Linked DNA regions of Mus musculus: region 2 is linked to region 1. Evidence: chromatin contacts called from public promoter capture Hi-C data. All regions are on one chromosome and are shown on one strand. The core of a region is the stretch at or near the end of the contact, and the rest is flanking DNA. Distances in the headings are between cores, read along the strand shown. Region 1 overlaps Gm34472 (a long non-coding RNA gene). Region 2 overlaps Gm34590 (a long non-coding RNA gene).

Region 1 (2,700 bases), core at 167-2,666:
GTAGGCCCCTTTTAGTATCCTGACAGACTTTTAAAACGCAAGGAAAATGTAGCAGATAAATGAGGCTTCCATACGTTAGAAACGTGTCCACTGCACAGGAAAAAACACCCAAGAGAGTGCAGAAGAAAGCTGGAATCTCACCTAGCAGCTGCATGCGGTGGAACAGGCCTGTAAACACCAATACTTGGGAGGCTGAGGCAGGAGGATCATGGGTTCCAAACCAGATCTGCTTAAGCTACAGAAGGAAAACCAGGCTGAAAAAAATAAAACTAAACCAGCTGCGGTAAGGATAGTTTTTAGAGGCCAGCGCTTATTTTTTGCCACATTTATTAAAAGAAAGAAAGAAAGAAAGAAAGAAAGAAAGAAGGAAGGAAGGAAGGAAGGAAGGAAGGAAGGAAGGAAAGAAAGAAAGAAAGAAAGAAAGAAAGAAAGAAAGAAAGAAAGAAAGAAAGAAAGAAAGAAAGAGAGAAAGAATTTGTTTTCAAATTCACAGGGCATTGTCCTAAAGGAAGTGACACTCCAGATTCCAGCGGACAGTAACGTTGATTGCAAGAACATGCTGGGGAGCTGGGGAGCGAGCCACACAGCTCTTCTGCGCTTCCAGAACACTGCTGTTTGACCAGTGACGCAGGAGAGAATGCAGAACGCAACCACCAGGAGTTCAGCCTGAGCAAGGCCCTTCAAGTGAGCTGAGGATGGCGATTAGTCCCTCACCTGAGAGGCTCAAACCATGCCAACTTGCAGAAGCTAGTTGGGCTGCTTTCAGAAAAGGCAGCAGTGGGTGTGGTGGGAGCATGCGCAGTCTCCTAGCCCTGGCTGACAACGGTTCTATTAGTTCAAGACCGCGTATCTGCCCAATCGCCAAGACTTGTCGAGGCTTCTCTAACCTAGCTCACCAATTCTTCTTTCTCCCTCTCAGGGCAGATACAGACATGCCTCACTCGGAGGCTTCTTCAAGACCTGAATTGCTTGTCGAGTTATAGGAGTGTGGTTGGCAACAGACTTCAGCTCTTGGCTTCCTTAGGGTCCTCCTCACCTTTCAAGCCAGAAGCCAGGGACTGTCTTGATCAGTCTTCTGTCGCTATAACTTAACTCTACAGGCTGGGTAACGTATAAAGATTAAAGGTTTGCTCAACTAGTGCTTCTGGGGGGCCAGGTCAAGGAGCCACAGCCTATGAGAACCTCCTGGTGAGGTGGGTCCAGGCAACAGGAGGCAACAGAGGTGCATTCAAGTCATGGAGCTAAACTGCAGCAGCCCCACTCTGGTGATGAACCCAGAATCCAAACCTCATAATCTAATCATTCCTTAAGGCTCCACCCCCCACTTAAGCTTCGGAATGTGAACCTGGACCTGGGTGGGGCGGTCAAGCTGTAACAGTCACACGCTGCTTGGGCACATCCACGGTGACTGAACAGGACAAAGTGCAAAGTCCAGCCATCCTCTCCTACCACAGGACATGATAACATCACTTGTGTGAGCAGAACACCTCAGATAGAAACCTGTCAGGTCTGCTGCGGCTCATGATGGCAGTCGGCCTGGACAGGTGGCCTTCAGAGGCTGCACTTGCCAATCTGTTTCCTTCTCTTAAGTCTCCTCCCTGGAAAACATTCCTAGCCTCTTTGCAGCTCCTCACGTTGGGAACCTGCCCTTTCCTGAGGGGGCTGTCAGAGACCCTCTGAAGACTGACATCCTTTGGAAAAGTCTCCTCACAGGCCCGGCAGCTCACACCTGGAACACGGCAGCACCCAAGTGGCTGATGAGAGACCGACCATTCCTGCAAGTTTAAGGCCTGCTTGGACTGCATAGCAAGTTCCAAGGCCACCCTTGGCTACAAACTCTGTTTCAAATGCCTACAGAAAAGAAGGAAGAAAGGAAGAAGGGAAAAGGGAGGAAAGGGAGAGGGAGGAAGGGAGAAAGGGAGGGAGGGAGAGAGGGAAGAAGGGAGAGAGGGAAGAAGGGAGAGAGGGAAGAAGGGAGAGAGGGAAGAAGGGAGAGAGGGAAGGAGGGAGGGAGAAAAAGAAGGAAGGAGGGAGGGAGAGAGGGAGCAAGGAAAGGAGAGAGAGAAAGAAAAGGCAGGGAGGGAAAGGAGGGAAGGAAGGAAAGAAGGAAGGAAATGTGATCCCAGATCCTGTGCCATGCTATCCTTGCTGGAAACTGTGCTGACTCCAGCTGGCTCTCTCCTGGGAAGGCCAAGCTGGAGGGGACCACACAGTACTCAGAACAGTAGTCATCAAGGAGAAAATGAAGACTCCTGCAGACCTCTAGATTTAAGCCCCGTATTGGGCTTTATCCCTCCTTTCTTTTTTCTATTTTCTTCTTTTCCCATTTCTTATTATTTTTTTATGACAGGGTCAAGGCCAACCCTAGCCTTAATTGTAGACTCAGCCTCCCTTGTGTGCAGTGCTGTGGTTGGTTGCAGGTCTATGACATCACACAAATCCTTTCTGTTTGTTATTGTTGTCCTTTGCTTTATTTCTGGACACTCTGCGTGATACTGGATGACCTGATGCCTGCTGTGAAGACCATGTTCTCTATCCTCAAACTTATGGCAGAGCCCCTGCCTCTGTCTCCAGGACACTGGGACTATAGGCATGTGCTGCTGTAGTTTTTAAAAAATATTTTATTGATTCTTTGTGAATTTCACATCATGTACCCCAATCCCACTCATCTCCCCATCCCTTTGTACCCACCCTCTGTCC
Region 2 (2,700 bases), core at 173-2,672, 150 kb before region 1:
GTTAACAATGAATTCTATCCCAGGTGGTTCCTGTCAGACCTTCTGTGTTTGTATTCCTCTGTTTTGTGTAAGAATCCAGTAACCTCTTTGTACCTTGCTGGTGTATCACCCAACTTCCCTATTTTCTTCTGTATAAAAAGTTTGATGCTCGATTTGACAAATTACATTCAGATTCTACACAACCTCTCCTGTGTGCATCAGTCTGTGACGCTTTGCCCACCTGCGACTAGAGACCCGTTCCACGCAGACAAAGGGGCCCAGAGGGTCTGCGGCAGAATGGGAAGGACCCAGCTTTAGAAACAGGCAGGTAAACAGGGTGGTTGCAGACAGTGAAAGGCTCTCCTCTGCCTGAGGTTTACTTTCTTTAAAGGACAAAAACAAAGCATCTGTTTAGTGTATGTGTGTCTATTGTGTGTGTGTCTGTGTGTGTGTCGTTTGTATGTATGTGTCTGTGACTCTCTGTGTGTGTAGAGGTCAGAGGACAGCTTGGGGAAGTCAGTTCTCTTTCCACCATGTAGGTCCCAGGGCATCAAATTCAGACTGTCAAGCTTGACAGCAACTATCTTTACTCACTGAGCCATCACAGTATCCCCAAGGCTGACTACCTCATCTATAAATGGTAAAGAAGCACCGACCTGTTGGGTCTGGGGTCTAAATGCATGGAAGCTCTCAACTGTGCAGGGCACACAGCAAGCACGTCATATACATTAGCTCTTACCAATTACTGGTTGTTCTGTAGAAAGGAATGCTAAGCCTTGACAGTTCTCTGTAATGACGGCTTGCTTGTCAAAGTGTCCCAAGACATTGGTAAATGGCTCTGTTCTGCTCACTCGTACCCGCTCATCTCACCTCCCACCCCAACTCCTATAAAGGCAATGGAAATATCTTCAACATCGATGGAGACTTGAGTCCAGCATGATACTAAAGAGAAGCATCAGCCGGGCGTGGTGGCGCACGCCTTTAATCCCAGCACTCGGGAGGCAGAGGCAGGTGGATTTCTGAGTTCGAGGCCAGCCTGGTCTACAAAGTGAGTTCCAGGACAGCCAGGGCTACACAGAGAAACCCTGTCTCGAAAAACCAAAAAAAAAAAAAAAAAAAAAAAAGAGAGAGAGAGAGAGAGAAGCATCTTTCACGGCTCTTGTGACTTCTTCATCCTTTCTGGATACCTCCCACAATGGCTATCTTAGTTGGCCAGTGAACATGTTGACAAGGGCCTTCCTGTATCTGGATGGAGAGGACGCTCTGGCCTACTTGGGACTAGCTGAGGCCACTGATCCCTTGCAGACTGTTAGTGGGTGATGAGTTAACCAGAGAAAGAAGCCAGACACCTCTATATCTGTTGCCTTCCTGGGACTGGGTGCAGCCCTGCATCTGACAGCAGGTTTGTGCCTCTCCAGAAGGATGAAAGTGCTGACCTTTGAGGACTCAGATGGCTCTCCCACGCCGTTTCCTCTGCTGGGCATGCAAGAGAGTCTCCGGTTTGTAGCCAAAGCAAATATAGATCCCAAATTATTTCAGGAATTAACATTTACTTCAGATCAAAGTCCAGAATGTGCATTCTCTGATGGATGTGTGTGTGTGTGTGTGTGTGTGTGTGTGTGTGTGTGTGTGTGCAAATGAACACCCAAGTCCACATACCTACATTTGTGCTATTGAGAGAAGACTAGCAATAGCACTGGTTTCACAACAGCGTTGGCTTCTGCGCAGCTCTCACAGATAGGTTAATTTTATGTATTCATGTTTCTTGTCTGGCCTCCAAAGGCAACATAAGCAGAATGGTGCGGAGGTAAGTGGTGAATCAGGGCTTAATTACAGGGACCTTTGTCCAACTGACATGCCGATAACTGGCCCCAGGGATGATTCAGCAGTAAACTTGCCACCGTTCTAGAGAAAGCCCTAGCTAGGATGACGTCATGCCTCGCCACACCCACCGTTTCTGTTTGCCTCTCCCCAGAGCCCCAGTCCCATCTGTGGAACTCAGAGTGCCATCTGCATTGTGAAGAATATGCGTTTTATTACTGAAATAGCATCCCCGTGTCCAACGGTGGCCCTCTAGCACTTCACATTTCATAGCGCCCTAGAAAAGAAAGAAATCCTAGCCCTCGGGAAAGATTCCGCAGCACATCGTGAGCTCTGTCTGCAGCCGCCTGGATCAGGGACTGGATATTTAATCTTTGTACTCCATGGGTATTTATACTTTGAAGCAAAGGGATTGGTTTAACTTAATCCCTGGAAATTGAGGTGTGTGGCTAGACTTGCTACAAAGAAAGCATTGCAGAGTGTGAAGAGAAATGGGTGTGAGCCAGTCCACGCATCTGGTTGTGCAGGGCCCACACATGCTTTGGGTGGTCTAGTTCTCCCTTTCTCCCTTTTTTTTCCTGAGCAATAAAACCAGACAAGCATTTCTGAGAGGCACCTTTATCTTCATCTACTAATTTTAGGTTTTTTTTTTGTTTTGTTTTGTTTTGTTTTGTTTTTGCTATGCCTGAAGAGAGACATTGTTCGTTTTATTTCAGTTATCCATTTTGAAGAGCAGTGGATAGAGCTGAGGTCCGCAGAGCTGGCTAAAAAAGGAAACCCAAACTGTTAATCTCACCTTTCTCTTCTGCCTCTTGATGTCATGATGTAGGGAACTCTTGCAGCCAGTTTGCAAAGAAGAAAAAGGGCAAAAAGGGCAGAAGTTTGGGTCCTTGATGTTGC

Evidence for each region. Promoter capture Hi-C pulls out the DNA fragments that hold promoters and counts their contacts.
Region 2: a promoter capture Hi-C map of liver shows a contact between it and region 1, with 2.6 times the contacts expected there. The contact joins two enhancer-like sites. A contact is called at or near these places in 9 of 39 promoter capture datasets (the C10 cell line, the HPC-7 cell line, cranial neural crest and 5 more), 3 of 484 Hi-C or Micro-C datasets (embryonic fibroblasts and nephron progenitors), 8 of 115 datasets of contacts at active chromatin or transcription factors (embryonic basal ganglia, embryonic forebrain, embryonic limb bud and 5 more) and 1 of 9 other capture datasets (embryonic stem cells).

The regions. Positions count from the first base shown.
Region 1 is chr15:36,810,042-36,812,741 of GRCm38.p6, reverse strand. It overlaps Gm34472 (a long non-coding RNA gene), which reads left to right. Exons shown (of 3, transcript XR_383941.4): 2 at 494-684; 3 at 920-1,878. Among named protein-coding and RNA genes, the nearest start is that of Gm41298, 14 kb to the right of the region's middle. Within about 2 kb of position 1,416, at least 40 of the 459 cell types and tissues checked have an H3K27ac peak or open chromatin away from gene starts, as enhancers often do. A contact at or near this core is called in the HPC-7 cell line, liver and pancreatic cancer cells, where this site is marked.
Region 2 is chr15:36,959,698-36,962,397 of GRCm38.p6, reverse strand. All of the region lies in intron 7 of Gm34590 (a long non-coding RNA gene), which reads right to left. Among named protein-coding and RNA genes, the nearest start is that of Gm34590, 23 kb to the right of the region's middle. Within about 2 kb of position 1,422, at least 136 of the 459 cell types and tissues checked have an H3K27ac peak or open chromatin away from gene starts, as enhancers often do. A contact at or near this core is called in the HPC-7 cell line, liver and pancreatic cancer cells, where this site is marked.